Regions from separate parts of the Mus musculus genome. Here all the other regions are linked to region 2. The links are chromatin contacts, called in public HiChIP or PLAC-seq, Micro-C and promoter capture Hi-C maps. All regions are on one chromosome and are shown on one strand. The core of a region is the stretch at or near the end of the contact, and the rest is flanking DNA. Distances in the headings are between cores, read along the strand shown. Region 1 holds the start of Fxyd4 (FXYD domain-containing ion transport regulator 4). Region 2 holds the start of Ret (ret proto-oncogene). Region 3 holds the start of Zfp248 (zinc finger protein 248). Region 4 holds the start of Zfp637 (zinc finger protein 637).

Region 1 (4,647 bases), core at 1,042-3,541, 260 kb after region 2:
TAAGGATTTTCAAAAGTGTCCAACACCAGGTTTATTTGTGCATGAATTTAATCCAAGTAGAGGCAGGCGGAGCTCTGTGATTTTCAGGCTAGCCTGGTCTATACAGTTGAGTTCCTGGACAGCCTCAGCTACACAGTGAGATCCTGCCTCAAAACAAGCAAAAAAGGGGGGGAGGGAGAGGGAGGGAGAAAGGAAGGAAGAGAGGAAGGAAGAAAGTGGACCATGGTTGGCCATCAGGGAAATGCAAATTAAGACTACTTAGTGATTCCATCTTACCCAGTCGGAGGGAGTGTGCTGCTCTTGCAGAAGATCCGGGTTCAGTTCCCAGCCCCCACGTGGTGGCTCACACCATCCGTAGCTCCAGTTCCAAGGGACCTCATGCTCTCTTCTGACTGCTATGAGCACCCATGTGCACACGTACGTACATGGAGACCAATCAAACTTGTACACAAAAATAGATCTTCAAAACAAATGACAGCAAATATTGGCAAGGATGTGGGAAACAGGGAAACGTTACTCATTCTGGGTGGGGGAATGCAATTCAGTGCAGCCATTATGAAAGTCACCGTGGCGCTTTCTCCAAAAGCTGAAAATAAACCTACCATATGTTCTGTTCTATCGTTCCTCAGAATACTGCCAAAGCAGCCCATATTTACAGAGAAACCTGCACAGACATGTTTGTTGCCCGGTTGCCGCTGTATTCACAATAGCTAGGAAATAGAACCCACCAGGAAGGCCAGCAGCTGATCAGTGGACAGTGGAGACGGGAGACACATACACAATGGAATTTTACTCAGCTTTAAGAAAAAGTGAAATTTGAGGGGAAATGGATGTGACTGAAAAATATAGTAATTAAGAGAAGTGTGCCGATTGATTTTTGTCAAATTGACATAAACCTAGACAAATCTGGGAAAAGGGAATCTTAATTGAGAAAATGACTCCATATCTGAGGAGAAATGGAGAAAATGCCACCATAAAATTGACTTCTAAGCCGGGTAGTGGTGGCGCACTTCTTTAATCCCAGCACTTGGGAGGCAGAGGCAGGCAGATTTCTGAGTTCAAGGCCAGCCTGATCTATAGAGTGAGTTCCAGGACAGCCAGGGCTATACAGAGAAACCCTATCTTAAAAAAAAAATTGACTTCTAGACAAATCTGCAAGGCATTTTCTTGATTAATAGTCAATTCGGTAGGGTCTAGCTCACCCGGGGTGACATCACCCCTGGCCAGGTGGTCCCGGGTAGTGTAAGAAAACTGGTTGAGGGCTGGGTACGATTACACATCTTTAATCCCAGCACTCAGGAGGCAAAGGCAGGCAGAACATCACAATTACAAAATTAAAAAGAAAGTAACTGTTGAATCCTTTCACAGCCCTTTCCCACCTATCTAAGACAGACAACCTCAACTCTTCTTCAGTGACCTCTAGACAGGGACAAGTCTCCCTCACTTGGGAAAGAGAAGAGATTCGAGGATCATCCAAAGGTCCATGGTAGGATGGTTTGGGCCAGCATCGGACAAAGCAGGCTATCCTGTCCCTGGCAATGTCCCTCCCTCTGTGGGAGGCAGGCAAAAGTCTACCTGGACTGGGACAGTGTCCTATTCCACCTGAAGTAGGTTCCTCAAGTCACAGGGTGTCTAGGTTTAGCAAGAAGGTGGTAAAGTGAACCAATGGTTCCCTGTCAGACCCAGCCCCGTCTCTCTGAACACCGAGTTCAAATAAAAACAGTGCGACTGCCAGTCTCTATTATCTACTTCACTGTCTCCAAGGTATTCCACACAGCACAAGCCAGGAGGCTGAACCCCTGCGGCCTTTAGTGTGTGTGTGTGTGTGTGTGTGTGTGTGTGTGTGTGTGTATGTGTGTGTGAGAGAGAGAGAGAGAGAGATCAGAGATAACTTCTGAGTCAGCTTTCGTTCTACCCTGTGGTTTCTGGGCTCAGATTCAGCTTGTCAGTTGTGGTAACAAGTACTTTTACCTTCCAAGCCATCCTTCCAAACCTGGAGCTTTCTCGTAAGACCTAGGTAGACTGAGGAGGCCCCCTTTTCCTCTGGAGCATGGACTGAAATCCAGTAGTCTCAGTTTTCCCGTCTCTCCCTCATTCCTTAGCTTGAAGGAGCCAGGACCCAGCACTGGCTCTACCCTGGGTGTGGTAAGTGAGCTATGGCCTTAAGAGCAGGTGGGGAGGGCTGCCTACGGGAGCATAAGAGGTAGGACCAGTTCCCTCCAGACTGCTGGTGTGTGGCCCAGGGCGGAGCCCCTGGGTTTAAAGAGCAGAACCCACCTAGGCTCTCCTCAGACTTCCTCTCTGCACCACTCCCCTGGCTCGAGTCATCTCCCGGGTGAGTAGATGTTTGCTGGGACTTAAGTGTGCTCCTTAGAAGGGGTGGCAGAAAGACCATCTGAGGAAGGGGGAGGGGATGCCTCCAAGACTCTGAGAAGTGAACAACTATTTGGGGATTGTGAGAACAGAGATGGCCTCTCCCGGCCTTGAGAGTTCTGATTTTAAGACTGTGTAGCAGCGAGTTCAGGACTAGGGGAAGTAAGGGCCAACCTTTAACAGAAGCAGAAGTAAAATGAAAATGAGACAATCCAGGAGCTGTGGCTTTGTGTGAAGGGGTAGGAGAAACTGATGAAGGACAAAAGAAAACCAGCTTCAGAGACTGGTAGATTATAAACTCCCATGTCCAGGAGATTTTTAATCCATTTTTCCATCTTAAGGCAAAAAGCCCATGTGGTTTATATATACTGTAGCAGGTTTTCAGGGCTAGGTCTATATTTTAGGATTTACATATCATACATAGCTCCCTTAATTTCATCTGCATAATTTACAAGGTTGTTATAATTTTCAGGACACTGAAACACAGAGATATTACCTGCTAAGTCACACACCTGGTAAGTGGATGTGAGAAGACTGAGCCCAGCCAGTAGGTGCTGGATCTGTGATCTCATTAGCAGATCAGAGCTAAGTATAGTAGACAGTAACCGAGGCTTCAAAACTGAACCCTTGGCACTAGCCTATAGCTACCATTATACAGAAAGAAAGGCTGGGGCTTTTTCTCTCTAAAACTCAGCTGCACAAGGGGTGTCACAAGCAATGTAAATGAGGCCCTGGGTAGGACCTACTCACAGGAGAAAGGGGCTATGTCTCTCACACCAGCAGACCTTTCTAGCAGGTACCTATGCTCTGAGTAGATCTGGGGCTGCTTGGAGCAGAGTTCCTGGCTCTAGAAGAGGAGGCTGGAACTGCACCCTCCAGCCCTGTTGTTGAATTCTGAGATAATCTACGACTCAACCGGATTACTCCAGGCCCAGATCTTTTCAAGTGGAAGAGGCAGGGCCTGGACACCTGGTTGGGAAAGCCTAGCTCCTTCGTAGAACAGACACCTACCTCACTTGGAGCATTTGGTTTTATCTTCGTGGATTCCTACCTTCTGTGAAAGAGATGATCGCAAAGCCTACGTGGTCACTCCAGGGTGTTCTGTTTCTGAACACGTAACTAGAATTAAGCAATCCACATACCCGGGTAATCACTAGTACCATCTGTATGGGGAAGTGGAAAGCGATCGTTTCCTTAAGGTCAGCGCTTGCCTATGTGGGATTCATATGTCTAATTTTCACACCAGTTCTGCCTCTTACTAATGGGGTGAGCTGTGGCAGGTCACAGATCACAGACCCAAGCCACCACTTCTACTCTGCATCTCACCCAGCAGCCTGCAGTCTCACCCTGGGTCCTGATATGGAGGAAATCACCTGTGCCTTTCTCCTGCTGCTAGCAGGTGAGTTCTCCATACACTCCGCCCACCAAGGTAGTGGAGACCAGACAGCCTCTCCCCAGAGTAGGACTGCGGCCCAATAAGTGTGTTTATCTTTAAACTGTCAGTTGCACGCAACACTAGTACAGGATGAATGAGAACACTGAAAAATTGCTTAATGGCTACTGAGTCAGTTGACTGTGAAAAATGGACCGTGCCTATCAAAGTAGGCTTGTTTTTTTTTTTTTTTTATTGTTTTTTTTATTTTTGGTTTTTCGAGACAGGGTTTCTCTGTGTAGCCCTGGCTGTCCTGGAACTCACTCTGTAGACCAGGCTGGCCTTGAACTCAGAAATTCGCCTGCCTCTGCCTCCCAAGTGCTGGGATTAAAGGCATGCGCCACCACTGCCCAGCTTAGGCTTTTTCTTTAAGAGGCAAAAAGCCTGGCTCTGTCCAACACTTCTCAGACAAGGTTAAAAATGAATCAACTATCCTGTTCAGAGCAGGAGAAGAGCAGACACGATATATGAAGGGCTGTGAATGGGACTCAGAACTCAGGATGCGTTGAAAAAGCCAAGGCCTGCTTGGGATCTGGTAGGCCTAGGATCAGGGTCACTTCACAGACCTCTCTAGACAGCTGGGTTTTTAGACATCAAGTGGGATAAACACCCACCTCTGCTTGTCTCACCCAGGTCTGCCGGCCTTGGAAGCCAGTGACCCAGTTGGTGAGTACCAACCATTGTATACTCACAAGTGACACCTGCCACCTGCCTGCATTTCTCTCCTAAGACCCCATATCCTGTCTCCTAGTTCTGGTATTTATTTACTTATTTTTCATTTACTGCAGATAAAGACAGTCCCTTCTACTATGGTAAGAGCTGACACCAATCCCCATCCCTTC
Region 2 (4,447 bases), core at 17-2,516:
GGTATGAGAGTGAGGCTGGTTGGAAGAGTGGACCAGACCTCTTTTCTCTTTGCATTCTATTGGAAAACAGCCACAGGAACCTGTTTGTAGGGGGGAAAAAAAGAAAGAGAGAAAGAGAGAAAGAGAGAAAGAGAGAGAGCGAGAGGAAGGGAGGAAGGAAGAAAGAGAGGGAGAGAGAGAAAGAGAGAACGGAAGGAAGGAAGGAAGAGAGAGAGAGAGAGAGAGAGAGAGAGAGAGAACCTTCCTGTTCAGGTCCCTTCCTTGGACACAGGCCCAAGTGATAACTCCAGGGATCCAGTGTATTAGCACCTTGTGACTAATTCCATCCCCATAAACCCAAGGCCAGTGATCTCAAGGTGCCTCTTCTAGGTTAGAAGGCTGGTGGTCTGGATACCCACGGATCAGCAGGCAGGCTCTGAATAAGATCTCAGCTGGCCTGGTCCCAAGTCAGCCTATGTCTTGGCAGCTTCTGCTCCTGCCTGTGAGGGTGACTTCACTTTGACTTCATATCTGCAGAGTGATGTACAGAGATTGCTTATTCAACCCTGAGCTCAGTCGGGCAGGAGGGTGGGGCTCTGCATACTGAAGGAGAGGAGCAGCTGAGCCCCTCCCCAGACTCAGGTTCCAGGACCTGTTTGTTCACTCCAAGGTCCTACAGGCGTCTGTTTTTCTTTCCTTCCATTACTAGTTGCAAGCCATGCTTCAAAAAGCAGCTGGGAGTAGGGAGAGATGGGTTTTCCTCACAGGCATCTAGAGCCTGCATCCGACCTTCTATTTCCTGCCTAGAGGCTCCCATATCAAGGGTAAATATATTTAGTCATAATTTGGGGAAGGGAGAGTTCGATTCTTCTGGCAAACTTCTCTTTTCATCCTTCCCAACACCCCTGTAGCCGCTGCCCTATCAGTCAGTTCACATCCTAAGAGCTCTTCTATTTGGTGGGATAAGCGCATACAATTCCCAGCACTGCACCAGACGACAACGGTAGCAGGTCTCTTTGAAAGGTGTGCAATTAGCCAGTGTCTTGGTCCTATTGGTTGTACCGGTCCTGGGAATCACAAACAAGCCCAACAGGACCCCCAACCGTCTTCACCACATGATATGTTGTACACTGGAAGCAGGCTCTCTGTCCCTCTTTCTCTTGATCAGGGCTCCTCCCCTCTTCCCGCCTCTAACCCCAGAAGAAGCTGCAGGCTCCAAACGCGCTTCTCACTCCCGCCCCCTTGATAAATGGCGGAGGATGCTCTTCGCGTCCAGAGACTGGAGGGACATCATTCTAGACTCTGGGTCTCTGCGAGTATAGGTGACCAGTCGGCCCAGACGCCGAATCTTCTGTGTTGCTCTTTCTGGGCGGCGGGAAAGGACTAACAGAAACAGCAAGCGAGACGCACGGGGTGAGAAAGTGGCTATGCCGGCAAATGATCATGGATCCAGGTTACCTTTAGTAGACCAGCACCCGCACCACAACCCACACGCACCCAGCTCCGACCCGCGCTCATCTAGAGAGGAAATAGAGGTTCCCCTAGCAGTCGGGTGCCGCCCCACCTTGCCCCACACAGTACCTGGAGCCCCGCCCCTCCACACACACCCGCACCCCTGGTCCCGCCCCTCTCGCTGCCACTCCCTCTGCGCCCTGCCCTGCCCCAGTCCGCTCCCCGGGCGCAGGCAGCGCAGGTCTCTCATCAGTACCGCAACCGGAGCCGTGCAAGCAACAGCAGAGAGCGGCTCCGAGTCCGCAGCTGGGAGTCGCGCCCGGACGCAACGCGCCCGCAGTGCCCGCTGCGCCCGGGCTGGCATGGGGAGGCCCGGCTGAGCGCCGCACCCCACCGCCGCCGAGACCCGCCTGCTCCTCAACCGCGGCCCTCGCGCGCACGGGCGATGGCGAAAGCGACGTCCGGCGCCGCAGGGCTGGGGCTGAAGCTGATTTTGCTCCTGCCGCTGCTAGGAGAAGGTGAGTCCTACGGGCGGCTGGGACGGTAGGGGCCGGGGTGAAGTTAGCGCTGCGCGCCGAGCCGGGAAGCTGACGCGCGCAGAAGCGCGCTTACATTGGCTGTCACCGGCCGGCTGCGCGGCTGGCGGGCCTCCGGGTCTGGGAACCGGGTCGCTGCGGCTAGCTGCTGCGCTTGGGCCACCGGCTGGGCGGGGCTCGGCTCGCCTTGGGTCCGTGCGAGTTGCGAGCCGGGCAGAGTAGACTGCTCCGCCAAAGCCGCAGCTGAACATCCCAAGCTGGTCGCTTTTCCAGCCGCGGCCGGCCGTGTGCCCGAGCGAAGCGGACAGATCTTGTCGCCTTTGGGGAGCAGCTGCGAGCGGACAGGGTAGGCAGCCCTGGGAAGCCCACGACTTGAGCCAGCGCTTGGAGACTGCAGCGCCCAGATTTTCTTTTCGCGTTTCAATTCTGCACTTGCTGTAGCTCCATTCGTCTGGCTGAAGGGCGCTGAGGCAATCTTTAGTAAAGGTTATTTTTCCTGTGTGTGTTTTTGCCGCCCTGATCTTTAAAAACCTAAAAGCCTGTGGTCTCTCCCCCCCCGCCCCCCCCCCGTCCCCGCGTGTCTTCGCCGAGAGCTCTGAGCTCTGCCCCACAGTTGGGAGTCCTGTGTCACATGCTATTCCGCTGGAGCACATGAAAATGTGTCTTTTGGAGGCATAATAGGGTCCAGGGCTGACATTTAGTTACCCAGAGCTTTGGGCCCTGCCACTCGGGAGTGTGGTGATGGGCTGCCAGCATCATGGACAGCACACATAGGCGCCCCTCATTAGGTGTGGCCTTTCAAAGGCTGGTCACTGCCCTCGCTCCTATACCCTGACCAAATGAACCACAAGGATACAGGATATTGACCCGGTTGGCTGCACATTTTACTGTCCTTCAATCTACCCTAACTTGGTTCCCTCTGGAAAATATTTGTACCAAGTTTCCCTCTGATAACAGAATTGAGCCCAGGCCACCCACTCCCATTACTTACAAAAGGTTTGCAACCTTTGGAAATAGGCAAGACTGTTCATCTTGCCTCTAGCTCAGAGTCGTGTACTGGGTTCACAGACCAGCCCAGGACTGCATTTGCAGGCCTTCCAAGTACCGCAGAGAAGTATGGAGAGGGGAAAAGATAAAGACCTTATCGTTCTGGGGGGGGGGGCAGATTGGAGTGTCTGTTCCTGGGTCCTAAGGTGCTGTGGGGCACAGTGCTGCAGAGGGTCATAGGCTCCAAGGCTGTGTAGCAAAATACAGAGCTTAACATTGTGTAGCTGCTCTGTGTCATTGGGTTTAAACTTCACAGGTGCAGGTATGTAGTCAGGAGTAAACCAGGAAGACATGTGTTGAGCAACTTCCCTCCACCCACCTAACCCTGAATCTAGTGAGGTCCCCAGCCGTGTAAGGGACCCACCTCAAGGGTCTGGCCTGTGGCATGTGGCAGGCAGAGAGGGAGATTTCTATGTGAAACCTCTGGCTCAGAATCAGGTGGCCACAGACAGCTTATAGAATCCAGGACTATGAGGTTTTAAACCCACCCCCTTCTGGATGGCCAAGAATCCACGATAGAGGTCCAGAGAGGGCCACAGCAGCCTCATACCCAGGAAGAAGTGATGGGGGTTTTGGAGAAGCCCTCTAACCTGGACTCTGGTGCAGCTGTTGTGACATTCACTGATCTCCAAACTGCCACTAGAGAGCTCGGGTGCGGTTCCTCAATAGAAGGATTGGGAACAGCGTGGCCTCCGGTGCCCTCTTGTGGATACAGTGCTCTAGTGGCTGGGCCTGATGCCCACGGTTTTGAGTGGGTTTTGAGTGGGTCTGTAGAAGTAAGGGAGCCTTGTTAACGAGACTCGCCATACTCTGATTTCAAGTTACTCATCCATGCTCCCACTCTTGCTCACAAGCTCATGCTCAAGAGACCTGTGGATAAGAATGGCCTGGCTCCCTTCTCACCCTCTTCCAAACACCCCACATGGACATAGAACTGTGTCACGCATTTCCCATCGCTGTCGGGCCCAGTGTCCTGGAAGTAGAGATTGACAACCTCCTTCTGTTAACATTTTCTGGACTTTTTGCTGCTCCATACAGACACAACTTGACTAAGTGGATGAGGAGACTGAATCACAGTATCTTGGTCTCCCCTACATGTCCCGGGGCTCCTGGCCCCCCTCCACTCCCAACTACTTGTCAAGACTCCTGTCCCCCATCCTCTTGGATTGGCATCTTGCTTAGTATCTCTAGCTGTGAGAACCAAAGGGTCAGTCATGGAGGGGCCCTTTCTGGACAACCCTTCTGTGTAAGTGTGAGGGGAGCCATAATCGGTCGACATCACCCAGAGCTTTCCTTGTGAGTGAGCACTGAGGTCTGGTCCTCCCTGCTTCCCCTCTTTGTTTCTCCCTTCCTTCCTTCCCTTACTGAGCTCAGGGGATCCTGGAGATTTGTCCTGGTTCCCCAGGGTTATCCCGGCCCTTCTTTGTCTCTTC
Region 3 (4,570 bases), core at 1,681-4,180, 260 kb before region 2:
ATAAAGCCCACCTATAAGCATGGTTCTTCCTTCATGGTACTCTAGGAAGCTCTTGCCATAGCAAACAAACAAACAAGACATTGGTAAGATTTGGTCAGCAACCATGCTAGTCTAACAGAAGCTACCAGAGGACAGACTCTAATCAATTTTCTGAGAGTAAGTTGTTGCTGCCAGAGGCCAATGTGGGTAGAAGTTTACAACTGAGAGACTAGAAAGGGAATGGGCCCTTATCTGGGAATTTCCACAATGGTTCAGAGGTATCTCTCAGAAGAAAGCAGAGGATCCTCTCTGAATAAACCACAAAAGTGAAATAATACAAATATTTGTGGCTTGTCAAAGTTAGCCTTAGCCAACAAGGCAGTTTAAACCAACACCAACTACTTAGTTAAGTCAAACAGGAATGCTTTCTTGCTTCCCAAACATCAATACTGTTCTGACCATGGTGGATGCACCTGCAGCTAACCACCAAGGGTATGTGTGAGGTTTTATTGACACATCATGGGCAAGTGTATCCAGAAAAGCCTTGGGAGAGCTATTAGTCATCGAACATCCAGAAACACTTTACTGCTGTCAAATATTTTATGATTTCCCAATATTTTATGTAACTACACAGATATTTCTAAGTTGGATATGTAAGCACCCATTTTGTACCTCTATCTGTTTAGAAATTTAAATATCCTTATGCCCCAGAGCACTGAGTGCAGTTAAAAAGCTAAGATATCAAAGTCTCTAAGTTCTTGAGAAATGGCTGGTTCTAGGGCTATGTAATGAAAATCCAGGTTGAATCTGTACCATCTTGTGATATCAGAAAGTTAGGAAATGCTTTTCAAAAGTAACAAGGATATGTTAAAAGATCTAACAGCTCCCAATATCCAATGTTTGAATGCTGAGGCTCAGAATAACATACTATTGTTAGATCATATCATGAAATAAAAAGTGTCAGAGGACAGGCCCTGACCTAAAACATTGAATAATAACATGAATGGCTCTGAAATGATTTTGGTGTACATAAAAGAAGTCAAATTCAGAAGCCACGTTAAAACCTACTTGTATTTATTTGGAATTCTGGGGAAGGTAAAACTATATAGTACAGAGAATAAATCAGCCTATAGGGAGGATGGGGAGGGAGCAAAGTAGACAGAATGACAGTCATCGAGAACAAACTAAATACACAAGTTCATACTAATGTAGGTAACGCTGGATGAACCAACAAGAGCAATGAGATGCTTCATCTCAAGTATCCTGAAGCAATGGAGGACAGGATGGAGAAGCCATTATGAACTGGGAGAGACTAAGAAGGCTTGGTGCCTTCAGGGACTTCTGGTATTTTTGGATTTGTTCCTGGAGCAAAAATAGAAAAATCACTGGAGAAGGGAGAGTTGAATAAATCCTATAGTTTACTTCTTTTCATAATAAGTGTTCCTCAGAGACATCATCTGCTCACTTGAGTTAAATATGTGTGAACACTATGTTGATCTGTTTTCCCCCTAAGATTTGAGGTTCATGCAGCCCATGTGGGCCTTGAACTGTCTATGTAGCGAGAGACCAACATCTTTCTGGGGATGGTCAGCCTGGCCCAGCAGAAGCAGCTATCCTTTTAATGCTATTCAGCACTAGGGTTGTGGCTTCTCTCTCTTTTATCCAGAGAATATTCATGATGATGATCTTTTAGTTTAGACTACTTTCCAGGATTTTATATAAATTTGTTTCACATTCACAAACTAATTAGTTAGTTAAAATATTACATAATTTTCCCCTTCCCTGTCCTCCCTTCTACCTCTACCCTATATCTAACTCCCCTTTCTCCACAGCCTTTTTTCTTTAACCACTCTTTTTACACACACACACACACACACACACACACACACACACACACACACACAAATAGAAACTTCTGCATCCCTCAGTGTTGCCTGCAGGTGTATGCCTTTGGGGACTGACTGACCACTTGGTATTGGACAACAACTCATGGGGCTCACCCCTGGGGAAGACTAATTCTCTCTCTCTCTCTCTCTCTCTCTCTCTCTCTCTCTCTCTCTCTCTCTCTCTGTGTGTGTGTGTGTGTGTGTGTGTGTGTGTGTGTAGTTGCTGATTGTCTGCAATTCTTCATCTTGGGATGCCAGGAGAGAAGCGAGGCCTATAGCACGAGGCTAGTGAGATCATGAATCTTATAGGAAACCCTACCACTGCCACTGTCCCAAAGTAGCACAATTCATAACTACATTCCCTATACGTATCATTATACCCACAGGTAAGCGTAGCTCTCATCCCTTAACAAAGACATTCTTTTTACAGCAGTTAGAGACCATTACCGAAGGACACACCTTGTCAAAATACAGTGAGCAACTGAGGGAAGAGTTCTCAGCCCAACTGATATAACACTCCTCCACCTAAGGCTCGAGCAATGCTGCAGAAGACCTGGTAGAGATTTTAAGAGCCAGAGGATAGGGAAGTCTGATGTGAGATTGTGTCTTGTAGCTAGGACAGGGAAGCCACGCCTATGAAATCTCAGCAAAGTGACCAAGTCCTGAACTATTCCAACACCAGTTGACATTCCAACATAATTTTTAACACATCTTTCCTTCTTTTTGAGTGTAGAAAATATATTAATTTGATCCCCAGTCCCCAGGGTAGTGACAGAAGGCTGGCGCTAGATAGAATAAAGATACAGAAAACTGTCGCGGTGTACCAGAAAGTCCCATCCTGGGAAATGAGTCTGACAAGGTCGTGTTTACACTGCAAACACCTTTACTTCTTACATAAAGTAACCCTGGTTTCTAGACGCCTTCAACAGCATCATTTTACAATACAGAGTGAGACAGGAGCTGACTCCGTTTTCCAGGCAACAGTCCTTCTTCCAACACTGGACGTGGAGACCCCACTACGAGCACCGTTGGGCGCACCGCCCCTTCCTCTGCGCATGCGCAAACTGCAGTCCTGCTCCTGGTCCATCCGTGGCCTCGCGTACCTCCTGGGAAACAACTCCTGGCCTTCGGCACGGTGCACTGCAGGAGCGGCGGGTGAGCCTTAGACAGCATCAAGGGCGGAGGGTTCTGGGAGCTCGGGCCATCCTGGTCGCTGTTGGCAGCAACCAGGGACCAGCGGGGTGGAGGGCTGTATGGGGAAACGCCGGGGTGCGCTGGGACTCCATGGCTCGGGCTTGCGGGATCCGGATAGTCCCGCACTTCTGCAGAGCTAATCTAGGGCCTCTAGCTCGTGCTACGCCTGCGCATTTTGCCCACTAGGCGGGGAAGATGCGGGGTGGTTGGGCGGAACCCTGAGGAGTTGACTCACGCATGGCGCGAGCGTGACGCGGTGACGCATCCGTTCTCTGGCTGCTGGGGCTAGATGCTGGGATGTGGGGGGCGAGCGGGTAAGCCAGGTCCCGAGTGAATGAATTACTGGGACAGAATAACCTACCCGAGACTCGGTTTCCTTTTGTGCACAGTGTGACTATTACGAATACTTGCTGCAATTTTCTTTTCTTTTCTTTTTTCTTTTTCTTTTTTTTTTTTATTTTTAAGCTACTACTAGGGAGCCCACCCTCGCAGGGGGCCTTTGGACTGGTCCCTAGGGCGCAGTGTTTGGAGTGGAAGAGGAAAGTGGTTAGCTAGCCACCAAACCTCCTGCCCCCTCACACACCCGGGATCCCAGTTCTGAATTTGGTTCTCGCTCATGTGTTTTGTGAAAATGACAGTGTCCTGAAACCATGGAAGACTGTGTGCTCGCCGAAAGTCTGGGACAAGTTTAAGGAGAGAGGTGAGCTGGAGTTGAGAGAGATGGGTGCATACAGGCTGCACATGGAATGCTAGTTCTTGGAAAACGATTGGGAGTGAAAGGCTCACAGGTCCGGAATTGCTATCACTGCCCCTACCTCCACATCTTATGCATCCCTCCTACCTGGTTAACTGTGGAGAGGCGGTCCCTTAGACTCTTGACTCATGTGAAGGTGGCATGTAGGGACACGCTTGCTATTATGGCCATATGTTTCCATCGGACAGTAGTGTAGGTGGGTCCTGAGAATCTCAACATCTTGCAGGTTTTTAGTGACACAACCGGGGCCTGCAGATGGCTGTATATTTTGTCTCTTTGAGGTGCAAGTTTCTTATCAAGCGATCGTTTTGAGAATTGTAAGCAAGCAACTTGGAATGTAAGCAAATACATTTTGAAATTTTTATCTTGCCTTAAAAGCCCCGTTCATTTCCTTGACTTACCTGACTTCAAGGGATTAATGGTGTTAGATTTAACAAAACCTCCTGATTCCCACCGCTGTCTCCGCACTCCCTCATTTTCCTTGATCATCAGTCCGGACAAGCCCATAGCCTTTCCTCCTTTAGATTATCATTTGCTGAATTAAAAAGATTGTCTCATGTTTTTAATTCTCCTGTAAGTTGGGTGCTAAGGGAAAACAAGCGTTTGCATTCATTCAGTGCAAAGGATCTAAACTCAACTTATGTTAGAGCCACACCTGAAGAAGTAACACCTTGCTTGTGGCTGCATGCAGGGCAGGCCAAGTCTCTGCTGACATCATTCTTCCTTCTCCCTCAGCTTTCCCTCCTCCACTCAGAGC
Region 4 (4,771 bases), core at 679-3,178, 360 kb after region 2:
GGCTAAAGATAGCAGGACTGGAGGGCTGGAGAGATGGCTCAATGGTTAAGAGCACTGGCTGCTCTTCCAGATGTCCTGAGTTCCATTCCCAGCAACCACATGGTGGCTCACAACCATCTGTAATGGGATCTGATGCCCTCTTCTGGTGTATCTGAAGACAGCTACAGTGTACTTACATATAATCATAAATAAATGTTTGGGCAGGGTGGGCTGGGGTGGGGGTGGGGAAGATAGCAGGACTGACCAAACAGAAATGAATCTAGGAGCAAGGAGGCAGAGGGAAACAGATAGCAGAGAAGTAGGAGTGCCTACTGTACTGTTAGTCCCCAGGTAAGGGCCGCTCTGCTTGCATTTGGTCTTGATAAAAAATTGGGGTTCTCTACTTTCCAGGCAAGAAGTCAGCACACCAGCCTTCCTGACTGGTGTTAGGAAGAAATAGCTCCAGCTTTCCTTTTCAGCTCCCCTCAAGTTACAAGGACCTAACAAAGAAGGTCTTGTTACCTTCTGGTAATTCTTAGTAGGCTCTTAACCCAAACCACCACTCCCTCCCCCCACCCCCCATGGAATGCTTATTTAAGGATCAAATTCCTGAATCTGTACACTTTGTTTACATAGTGGTACAGTATAATCTTTGTTTCAGTATGTCTGGTCAAAATGCTGGATTCCTAGCTTAATGAATTAGCAATCTGATGGTACGATTTTCTATTTTATTAACCAAATAGCTAACCCTTCTATCCATTCAGTTATATAGCCTGATGTCAAGAAATCTTTGAAGGATTCACTTCCAACTTGGAACACAAGCTATAAAGGGGTCCCCTGTCATGCTGCAAATGCATTCACTTAGAGATATTATTGATTAAAAATAAAGCCAACAAAACTCCCCTGTGATTCACAAAGAAAAGCACATGGTAGCTACTCCCTGGGGCTGGACTTTTTTGTCTCTGGAGTGTCTAGAGAACATGGTTAAGTCAAAATGAGTGAACACGGTAGATACCTGAACTCCTCTACCTGCTAAGAAGTAGCCAACATGCCTCAGCTGTGTCTCCAGACTCCCTGATTAATAGCAGGACAACTGACAACAGGAAATTGTCAAGGAAGAACCTGTTCAAGTCAGAGCAATCAAATTCTTGAAGATATTGAAAGAGAGTGATTTCGTAACACAAAACGCTGCTTTTCCTATCAGAAATGTTACCACAGCTCAGAATTAGGCCCCGAGAGACTTGAATTTTTTGCCTTGTTTCCCTCGGTGTATGCCCTGTAGCAGAACAACCTAACAGCCCCGACTCCAGTTTCTTCTCTTAGTAAACAAGTTAACACTATCTCAATTAGCTAGCTCTCGGAAGAACTGAGGACCAGAAAGTGAGGGATCTCTTACATTTGAGACACGCCCTACAAATCCAAGACCTAAAATGGTGCTTTTTCAGGAGAGAGGGCTGGAGGACAGACAGGGTGATCTGTAGGGTTTGGGAAAAATCTAATGAGGCAATTTAACGTGCGATTAGGAGCTTTGGGTGAGGATGAATTCCCCCCACGCTGGACGCCACTCCCTGCTAGGCTCTCTCCCTAGGCGTGAACTCTGCTCTCCTGGCCTAGCTGGACCTTCCTGTGGCCCCTCCCACGCTCGCGGGGCCCCAGCCTCCCAGGGACCCCGACATTGCAGCAGGACCCTTCCGCAGCACACCGCGGCCCACCCGCTCTCCGACCAGCGCACCCTTGTCTGCGGTTGGCGATTTTGGCCCGGACGGCCAGCCTGGCCTGCTCACGCGCCCTGGCCGGAGCAGCAGGCTCAAGACACAGCCCCCTCTCTCGGGCGCACAGCCCCGGCCTCAGCAACACTCACCGCAGCGGCGCGCGCCCGCAGACAGACAAAGCCGGCGCCGAGCCCGTAGCAGCCGCTGCAACGCTGCGCGTCGCCGGACCACAACTCCCAGGAGCCCGCGCGCGCCCCGAGGCACTGTGGGAAGCGCCGCGACCGAGCTGCGGCAGAAACGCGGTGGCTGCTTCTGGTTGTTGGGGAGCGCCGTCCTGTGGAGGAGCGGTGGTTGAAGCTTGGGAATGCTTATGACGTTAAAACTGCAGAAGACTCAGGGTTCCCTATAGGAGCCGGGACCAAGTATTTCGGACAAAGAATCAGGAATACTCTCTGGTCCGTGTAATAAGTTTTTTTTCACCCAAAAGATGGACGAGGCACTGCAGGACTTCGGAGTTTAGGTACTACCCCGACTAGTTGTACGACCCAGGGCGCTCACTTGTGGGGAGCCCAGGTCCGACGGCTCCAGGACCCCATAGGGCACCTACGCGGGGCCCGGGAGACTTTCTGAGCCAAGGGAACTCGAGGGAACAGTATTCCCTGAGTGGACACTAACATTGTCTTCCTAACTGAAGAAGTTAATGACACAAGGGTTGAGATTTGAACACTCTAAAATTAGTTATTAGAGATGGGAGAGTAGCCCTTTTGGTCCTGAGAGGGGCGTGGATGAAATTGAGCATCCATTCAATAAAATCTCTTTTAAGATGCCTTAAACGTCCATCGACTGCATTTATTTATATGCATTTCTAATAGCCTTTTTTTTTTTTTTTTTTTTTTTTTGGTTTTTCGAGACAGGGTTTCTCTATATAGCCCTGGCCATCCTGGAACTCACTCTGTAGACCAGGCTGGCCTCGAACTCAGAAATCCGCCTGCCTCTGCCTCCCAAGTGCTGGGATTAAAGGCGTGCACCACCACTGCCTGCCTCTAATAGCTTTTCTAAAGGACATTAGTCTCACCCTGGAGCCCTGACTTGACTTCTTTCGTAGTGAGCCTCCCCCAGAGTCTTCCCTTGGTAGATTTAGCTATCCTATTGAATGAAAGAGACCATAAGAAATGTTCCTCTTGCAGTGCCCTTGTTCCTTTCCCAGAATTACATGTGTCAGACTGGATGAAATATTTGACTTCACAGGACATCTCTGTTCTGTGAGACCAGATGTGGGATTAGGACAAGTTTTAGTTGACAAAGCATCGGTAGGAAAAGGGGGCCATCAGGGGAGACAAGAACTCATGTTTCCTTCATAAATCTGCAAAGATTCTCTTAACAGCCTTGAGGACTTGGGTACACGTATTTTTTGGGAAAAAAAGATCCCATTTTGTTTAGTGTGTGGATGTGAGGGGTGTCTTGCTGTGCCTGTGGAGGTCAGAGAATCATTAGTATGAGTGGGCTCACCCTTTCCTACAGGGAATCGAACTCAGGTCATCAGACTTGGCAGCAGGCACTATTACCTACACACCATCTTACTGGCCCAGATCCATTTGATAGAGTGGTTACGATTGGGGTTGAAAGATCAGAGTCCCTAGACACATGGTTCTTGCCAAGATCTTAAATGGGGCATAGTCCTCAGCCACCACCTGCATCTTAACACTTGCATCAGGAAGGGGGGAGGGTGCCGAGTGAGGGCTAGGGGTGAGTTCTGCCAGTGCGTATTTAAATGCTTGTTACAGACATCTCCATCCCTGGTACCTTACATCACTAGGGGAAGGAATGATAATTCAGACAGTGACATTAGTTATGACAGTCTCACTACTTGGATAAAGAAACTGCTCAAATGACCTCCTATGCGGAGACCCTCTACGTGGATCAAATGTGTGATAAAGCACAGATCCACAAAAGACCCAGAAGAAAAACTGAATTAATGTGATCATGATCTCAGTGTAGGAAAGGACGTTTGCAACCACGATAAAATGGACAAAAATAAGAAAAAGGTTAGCCGGGTGTGGTGGCGCACGCCTTTATTCCCAGCACTTGGGAGGCAGAGGCAGGCAGATTTCTGAGTTCGAGGCCGGCCTGGTCTACAAAGTGAGTTCCAGGACAGCCAGGGCTATACAGAGAAACCCTGTCTCGAAAAACCAAAAACCAACCAACCAACCAACCAAACAAACAAACCACCCTCTCCCCCCCAAAAAAAAACCAAAAAAAACCAAAAAAGAAAAAGGTTAAAATTTAACACTGTGGCCAATACCACTAAAGGAAGACAACACATGACAGAGTTAAGGGGGAAACCCTAGTGACAGACATCATGTAAGTCAACAAGGCAAAGAAACAATATTCTGATAGAAATATGGCCAACAGGGTCTGGAGAGATGGCTCAGTGGTTAAGAGCACTGACTGCTCTTCCGAAGGTCCTGAGTTCAAATCCCAGAAACCACATGGTGGCTCACAACCAACCATCTATAATGAGATCTGACGCCCTCTTGTGGGGTGTCTGAAGACAGATACAGTGTATTTACATATAATAATAAATCTTTAAAAAAAAAAGAAATATGGCTAACAGCAGCAGCACACACCAAAAGTAAACAAATAAGACAACTATGTATTAAAGAAAGAGCTGACTGAAACACAGAAAAAAATTCTCCCAATTACTAAATAGTGTCTGTAAAAGGAGACTTACCTTTTTATCCATGTGTAAATTGAGACAATCACTCTTGGTGTGACATGCCCTAGAGAGGATTGGTGACATGGGTGTTGAAGGGGATTTTCCCAGTCACAAAAATGAATCTGTAGAGATACAGTGCAAGGAGACTGTGACATGTTTCTAGGGAGAGGACACAGCTGAGAGGGGGTCCTTGATAAGTTGGGGGAGGGGTTTTTGGTCTTAAAATATTTCTCTCAGTTCTTTTATTTTCAGTTATGTGTTCATGCTGGGTGTGTTTACAACCATATAGGTGGTAGTCTCACAGTAAGTTTTTCTTTTTATAAAAGATGTATGTATATATATGTATGTGATCTCAGTATAGATG

What was found. A called contact is a pair of places that touch in the nucleus more often than the background predicts. HiChIP or PLAC-seq counts read pairs in DNA pulled down with a chosen protein or histone mark. Capture Hi-C pulls out chosen DNA fragments and counts their contacts.
Region 1: a promoter capture Hi-C map of pancreatic islet shows a contact between it and region 2. The contact joins the promoter of Fxyd4 here to the promoter of Ret in region 2. A contact is called at or near these places in 2 of 484 Hi-C or Micro-C datasets (the N1E-115 cell line and pancreatic cancer cells), 2 of 115 datasets of contacts at active chromatin or transcription factors (both in embryonic stem cells) and 1 of 9 other capture datasets (pancreatic islet).
Region 3: an HNF4G HiChIP or PLAC-seq map of pancreatic cancer cells shows a contact between it and region 2. The contact joins the promoter of Zfp248 here to the promoter of Ret in region 2. A contact is called at or near these places in 2 of 39 promoter capture datasets (embryonic stem cells and hippocampal neurons), 3 of 115 datasets of contacts at active chromatin or transcription factors (the 230-238 cell line, embryonic stem cells and pancreatic cancer cells) and 1 of 9 other capture datasets (liver).
Region 4: a contact with region 2 is called in a Micro-C map of embryonic stem cells, with 3 times the contacts expected there. The contact joins the promoter of Zfp637 here to the promoter of Ret in region 2. A contact is called at or near these places in 3 of 39 promoter capture datasets (the 3T3-L1 cell line and embryonic stem cells), 4 of 484 Hi-C or Micro-C datasets (differentiating embryonic stem cells and embryonic stem cells) and 1 of 9 other capture datasets (pancreatic islet).

What each region holds. Positions count from the first base shown.
Region 1 is chr6:117,934,979-117,939,625 of GRCm38.p6, reverse strand. Fxyd4 (FXYD domain-containing ion transport regulator 4) reads left to right here and starts at 2,291. Exons shown (of 9, transcript NM_033648.1): 1 at 2,291-2,335; 2 at 2,846-2,888; 3 at 3,704-3,772; 4 at 4,439-4,471; 5 at 4,594-4,617. The coding sequence starts at 3,733.
Region 2 is chr6:118,194,563-118,199,009 of GRCm38.p6, reverse strand. Ret (ret proto-oncogene) reads left to right here and starts at 1,266. Exons shown (of 19, transcript NM_001080780.1): 1 at 1,266-1,949. The coding sequence starts at 1,877.
Region 3 is chr6:118,453,866-118,458,435 of GRCm38.p6, reverse strand. It overlaps Zfp248 (zinc finger protein 248), which reads left to right and starts at 2,930. Exons shown (of 6, transcript NM_028335.2): 1 at 2,930-3,020; 2 at 3,525-3,759; 3 at 4,549-4,570.
Region 4 is chr6:117,838,338-117,843,108 of GRCm38.p6, reverse strand. Zfp637 (zinc finger protein 637) reads right to left here and starts at 1,928. Exons shown (of 3, transcript NM_177684.3): 1 at 1,841-1,928.